2 separate regions of the Gasterosteus aculeatus genome follow, and region 1 is linked to region 2. The links are chromatin contacts, called in public Hi-C maps. All regions are on one chromosome and are shown on one strand. Each heading gives the region's core, a stretch centred on a gene start, on an enhancer-like site or on the middle of the called end of the contact. The rest is flanking DNA. Distances are from core to core; before and after follow the strand shown.

Region 1 (3,085 bases), core at 154-2,653, 120 kb after region 2:
AACTTTGATTGAAAAGCCTTTTTACTCATGCTGTAAAAACAGACATATACAAGTGGTGGACTTACACCCGCGAGTCTTTAACATGCAGGTCTTAGGCTCCTCTTCACATGTCATGTCACCGATCTTTGCAGGTTCCTCCAAAGCCAAGTCACAGGGTTTGTATTTCCCACGTTCTTGGACTGCTATGCCTTTTGAAGGGATTTATATTACACATTTAGGAATTATTTGGCAAAATAATGAATGGAAAATGCACGTTCTAAAAGCAGTGACTATCGTGGGTGGAATACACCTCAAAAATACTGTAGAGTAAGACCAACGTTAGAAATCATAAAAACAAGTGGTATTTTATGAAAGCACAGAGCTTTAGTATTATTTGTTGCTTTCTTTAAAAACGTAATTTTTCCGTTAAATACAAATATCAATATTAAAATAGTTATTACAGGTTGACCATATAGCTGTTTGGACTATGTTTGGGCATCTGCGTGGCATTCCATTTTAATCGGGCTATTTACGAGACCTAATGCTATAAGTTAGTTACTATGAGAGAAATTTGAATGTTTTATTAGTGTTAAGAACATTATGTCAACTCATTAGCCAGTTCTGACGGAACTTAATTTATCCAAGACAGGCTGCTGAATGTGACACCGGGAACGCACTTATAGTGTTGGAATGTTCAGTCACATCATTATTAATTAATGATTGAAATAAGCTGTAGCTTAACAATTTTCATCAAATCTAGCAACCGTTTGGTGATTGAAATTAACAATTAACTCTAGCTAGCTAGCTAGCTAGACATTGCTATACCTCCCAGCGCAGAAACGACAGCAGGAAAAAAAATATTGTTTCCTTTTTTTCTTAGCCGATAAGAAATAAATTAAATTTGTATTTGAGCAGTGTCAGCTGAAGTGACCTTACCGTATCTTAGCAAAGCATGTGAGAAAATACTGGCGAAGTTCGTAAAAGTTAATAAACGTTAGCTAGCATGAGCTAATGTTATCATTATAACGTCAACGGTCAAGTTAACAATTAGCTTTAGGTAGCACGTTAAACCGTTAAAATGTAAATCACTTTACATTATTAAATTATAACGTTACTATTTATTTTTATTTTACTTAATGGGCGCATCTGAGACAAGATACATACGTTACCAAATAATGATGGCTATTGAGATTTGATGACCCTTTGACCCCTGGCCCCTTAATAAGGACGTGACGTCAAACTCGATTAGACACGCTGTACGTTGCCTACATAAAACAATGTAACGTCAATTGTAATTAAGTCGGCTCATACTCCTCGGAAGGTGAAACTATTCAACTGTTGTATTAATTCAGCAGAACTAGCTCCTATTTCACATGTTGTCATTGCAGCTTCTTCCCTAACGTGTTATTGCTGATTATGCCACGCTTAATATTACTCTCATTTACATCGTGCGTTTATTTTGAAAGGACTTTAACAGTCAAGTGACACCCGGAAGTTTTGGTTTCCTCACCTGTCAGTTCTGACACGGTGCGAGAGTCCAGCTTCGTTTCTTTGTTTTCCCCCGGGAGAAAGGTCTTCTTCTTTCAAGAATAAATGATAATCTTGTGTGGCCAACTGACACACAATTGAGGAGAGCATCTAAAACGGTTGGTGACAGTTGAGATGGGAAAATAATCGACTGCTTTTGCTTCACCTCGTCAGAAGACGTTAGCAAAGAGCTAACGTTAGCTAACCGTTATCATCAACTGTTTGATCAATGTAATGACGGAAATGATCGATCCATATTGCATACATCTCCACGTGACTGTGCGTTATTATTCATTCTGAAACCAATTTTAGAACTGCCTCCTGTTTAGTCGGTTGTCAACAGAGCTAACGGAAGCTAACACTATAACGTTAGCATCGCATAGAAACGAGTGTCAGTCAATGTTTACAACCCAATTATGGCTGCTTTGCATCCTTAAAGGAAATACGGTATCTTCGTTGCTTTCACGTCCCGGTTAGCCGTTAGCTCTTGTATGTGATCGATGTGCGGGTAACGCGATGACGTTCCTCTCCGTGTCTTATTTTGGTTACATGTTGACTTTCGTTTTAACTTGCTGGGGTCACTTTCAATTTTAGACCTAGTTTCTCAAGTCGTCATTTACAGTCAGTGCCCCTGCGTTTATTTTGTGGTTGGTTCGAAGCCATTGCCTCAGATCTTGAAGCATCCGTCCAATCCTCCTCCTGAAACTTACTTTTTGCTGACATTCGGCCCTTACGGTTAAAAACTTGGCTCTTCGGTGTTTGCTGCATCATTGCATGCTGACATCATCGACCAGCGGTAGCTGCACCGCCTCTCCTGCCAAGCTGGTACTCTGAACAAAGGAGATCAAGGAGGGTTTGGTCGGTTAACTTTACCAGTCTGTCTGTCTCAAGTAGCTTGCCTGGACTTCGTTCTTACTGAGAGTCAATTGATCTGTGTCAGTGTGAGTCTCTAGCTTCTCCTCTGTAACTGTGTCCAATCAAAGTGTAGTATTTGCGTTTATAACTTTAGGGAATATTTTTTCCAGAAATAGATTGTTTTTGTATGGACAGTATTGTTTTTTTATATAGGGCAAGCAACCATTGATCCAAGGCAATGTGACTAAACTACGGATGCCACAAATGTCCCAGATATCACAAATTGCAAAGCTTGAAATGTCTCATAACAGCAGGTATATGGACACAAAAGACACGTTACTGTAAGGTGGGCCTGAGGTCATCCATATGTGGCTTGATGCTGGTTGTCTCAACCAGTATAGTCACAAATGCATCAACTCCAGACCTTTTTATTAACTGTTTTAGGAAGTGGTGATGAAACAAAACAAAGCAGTTGAACAAACATTAGAAGAGCAAGTAAGACAATTACTTTAACAATAATAAGGACAACCTTAAAGGTTTACAATATGTAAACCCTGTCAAATTTGAGTTGAACTTTGTCTATTAGTCACAATTACCATTTGCAACATATGTATTAATCCCTGTTGCTCAGCCTTGAGTTATGTACTTGACGTATTGTTTACAGCTCTTTACACTTCATTAATTTGAATGTCACCACTTTACTTTCCAATATGCTGTTACATCA
Region 2 (3,103 bases), core at 436-2,935:
TTGAACTCGCTCCTTCTCTTGCTCACTCAATCCCTCCTCTTTTCTTCTCCTCCCCTTCTTTTTCATGCATTTCATTTTTCATTTTTTCTGTAAACAGATGAAATTGACTCGCGGAATGCCGCGAGTCACGAAGATGGCGTGACTGAGTGATTAGCAGAGGCGTTATTGCGTGCAACAGCTTCACTGTGTCGCACATTAATCAAAGTTAGCAGTCACTAACTGAGGCCCAGCAGTGAGGGAGCCTCTGCTACGATGGGAACAGAATTAAGCCGCTGTGTTTCTCTCAGCCCGTCTCCCTGAGTCCGTCTCCCTGACACAGCTTTAATTCCTCTGGTTCCAAGAAACACAATGACTAGCCGTCGCCTTTGTTGTCTTAACGGGGATTTTGACGACGCCGAGACAATACTGGGGAGCAGGCGCGCACAGCCCAGACATGCCTCTGCAGCAGTTGTTTTCTTTTCTTTGTTCTCAACGTATTCTGTCCTCTCCTTTCCCTGTGCCTGCTTCTACCTTCCTGTCCCCACTCTGTCAAATGTTCTCTACAGCTACTTTTTTCTTCTTCCTGTCCCTCATTCCGTCTTTTGCTCCTTATGTCGCTCCGTCTTCCCCCGAGTCTTTTGCGGCCTTATCAAGCGGCTCGACCAAACAATTAGAAGGGACACTTGATTGAAAACACATTTAGAGAAGGGGATTATTTTCTCTCACGGACATAATTTTAATTAGACATGACAACAGAATATTTTTAGGAGTTAGAGCACGGACACAAAGAGGAAGGAAACGAGAACTGTAGAGAGGAGGACAATAGAATTTTGAACTAATTTAACAATATATGACGATGGTTGCTGGAATCCCTCAGTTCCTGCCTGAGATAACATATCTGTGCTGCTTCTAACTATCGTCACAGTTTCAATGGAGCATTACTGAATTTTGCAGGAATATAGTCGGCAGATGTTTCCAAAACCCTGCTGGTAAGATAGAAATCTGGACGACAGATCATTCTTTTTAGACACATATCTATTGGAAAGGAGCGAGCCAGAAAAGTCCGGAGGAGCCAGCGTCGTCATGGGGTGTCCTGGGTGTCCACATGACGTGGCGTGTCTGAAATCTGATTAACACACTAATAACACGGATGTCCTCATTGTACTTCATCACTTCTCCGATGATGGAAATATTTTTCACACGGAGAATCTAATCTAATCTAATCTATTCACGCCACTTTTCAGGGCAGGCGTGTAGTTAAATCACATGAGTTTACAGGCTAGTAAAAAAAACAGTTTATTGAACTGCACTGTAGACGAGCAGAGCCAGTGAAACTGTAAACTGCTGATGAATAAATCTTTAAGAGGTGATTACGGTTTACCGTTTATCTGAAGCCTTTCAGGGTAATGGTGTGGTTCCAATATGAATCTGTGATTTCCTTATTCATTAAACCTGCTGCGCTTTGAAAAAACCAACAAGGTATTACGCATGCGAGGCAACGATGTGCCTCTCTTCTTCTGACAATTATGTGGAATATGTGTGTGCATCACTGTTTACGTTAATATCCACTTTAATATCAGTATAACATTTCGATCAACCACACCTTTGGAAGTCAGCTTTGTATCTGCAGTCTCATTTCAAACCAGCAGGGAGCAACCTTCTATTGTGGATTACAAACTCCGCTGAGCTCTGCTGTTAAAGGAGGTCGTGCACCGGCTGATTCAGCAGGGTAAGACTCGCATGCAGGGCTTACTCTTTTTTTTCAGCACTGATATGGGTTTGGCTGTCACGTGCCGCACTTGTGGGGAAGCTGTTTTGTTTCTGTTTTGTTATTTGGATCATTTTCCGTTACTTGCTTCATCTTTTGCATTGACATACGGGAAACAAATGAAAAATAACAAAAACTGCGTACAGTCACAATTGGAACGATCCAATAAATGTCTATGCTTTACATGACATAAGAACAAAAAATAGAGCGGTCTTAAAAACTTACTGTAGGTTGCATTACATACTGTTGATGTGGCATCCACGATGTACTCTGGACCTGAGGTGATGAGAGGACGCAGGGAGAAGCAACGGCAGGAAATGACAACATGCACCAATGTTGCATGTACCGGTGATGACAATTAAATCAGAAATGATAGAGGAAACAGAAAAAGATTGAGTGTTGAAATATAAATAAATAAGAGAAAATGAAGAGGATGGGGATGAGTAGGCGGATACAGAAGGGAGGAAATTATAAATATAGTTGTAAGTGGTTAAAGAATTGAAAAAGAGAAAACATAAAGAAGGTGAATTGGAAGGCAGCATGGCAAAGCCATAATGAGAAAAACACAGAGGAGAGGAGACAAAGATGAATCATTAGCTCTGGTCTTTACAAGCATATTTCAGAGCCTCAGTACCTGCAGCAGCGTGTCCTAACGGATATTACATCCCTAACTGAGGGTCCACTATACAGCATGTTATTCTGCAATTATAAGAGGATATAAAGGCCACAGCGAGCAATAAAGTCTAATAATTACTGCTTCGCAGCGGAGGTTTCATCATCAAAGTCCGCTTTGATCATTGAATGCTCAGTTAAATCTGTGGCCTGGACAGAGAGGTTTAGCAACGGCAAAATGTATGGCTGAAAATTGAACTTGTGTTTTGTAGAAGTGACTAGAAGAAGACGTAACAGTTTAACCAAGTACCCGGAATTTGGAAGAAAAAAGCAACACAATGAAACCATCACTTATTATTCTAAATACGCAACCCCATATTCACTTATTTAGCTTATCTGGAGTCCTTCCGGCCAGCAAAACTTGTGAGAGGGGTCCACACACCTGATATGTGGAGACAGGCGAAGCAGCGATGAAGGGTGTGATCGAAGTCTGTGCAATCATCCGATTGGTGGAGATGCTGTAAGGTGACGAGTAAAACCTGTGCAGCGAAAAAGAAACGTGTTACATTATGAAAAATTGCTCAACTGCCCAGCAGGGTAAAGCAGAACCAAGAGCATGTTGACAGGACGTAAATGTGGCGTCAATCAAGAGGCTCCTCCGCCCATACAGCTCTTTTTAGCTCTTCACATGTAGCCACATGCAAAGGTGAAAATGAGCCTTTGGTACGTCTTTGTTTTCAACCA

The links. Hi-C and Micro-C count contacts between places; a contact is called where the count stands out from the background.
Region 1: a contact with region 2 is called in a Hi-C map of skeletal muscle, with 4 times the contacts expected there. The contact joins the promoter of azi2 here to the enhancer-like site in region 2. A contact is called at or near these places in 5 of 6 Hi-C or Micro-C datasets (liver, skeletal muscle, tail fin and 1 more).

What each region holds. Positions count from the first base shown.
Region 1 is chr20:14,069,754-14,072,838 of fGasAcu3.hap1.1, forward strand. It overlaps azi2 (5-azacytidine induced 2), which reads left to right and starts at 1,404. Exons shown (of 8, transcript XM_040166462.2): 1 at 1,404-1,625. It overlaps LOC144389463, which reads right to left and starts at 1,412. Exons shown (of 3, transcript XM_078094167.1): 1 at 66-1,412. The coding sequence starts at 114.
Region 2 is chr20:13,949,041-13,952,143 of fGasAcu3.hap1.1, forward strand. LOC120811217 (RNA-binding motif, single-stranded-interacting protein 3) reads right to left here. Exons shown (of 14, transcript XM_040166460.2): 9 at 2,802-2,898; 10 at 1,973-2,023. Among protein-coding and RNA genes, the nearest start is that of entpd3, 17 kb to the left of the region's middle. Within about 2 kb of position 1,686, at least 1 of the 9 cell types and tissues checked has open chromatin away from gene starts, as enhancers often do.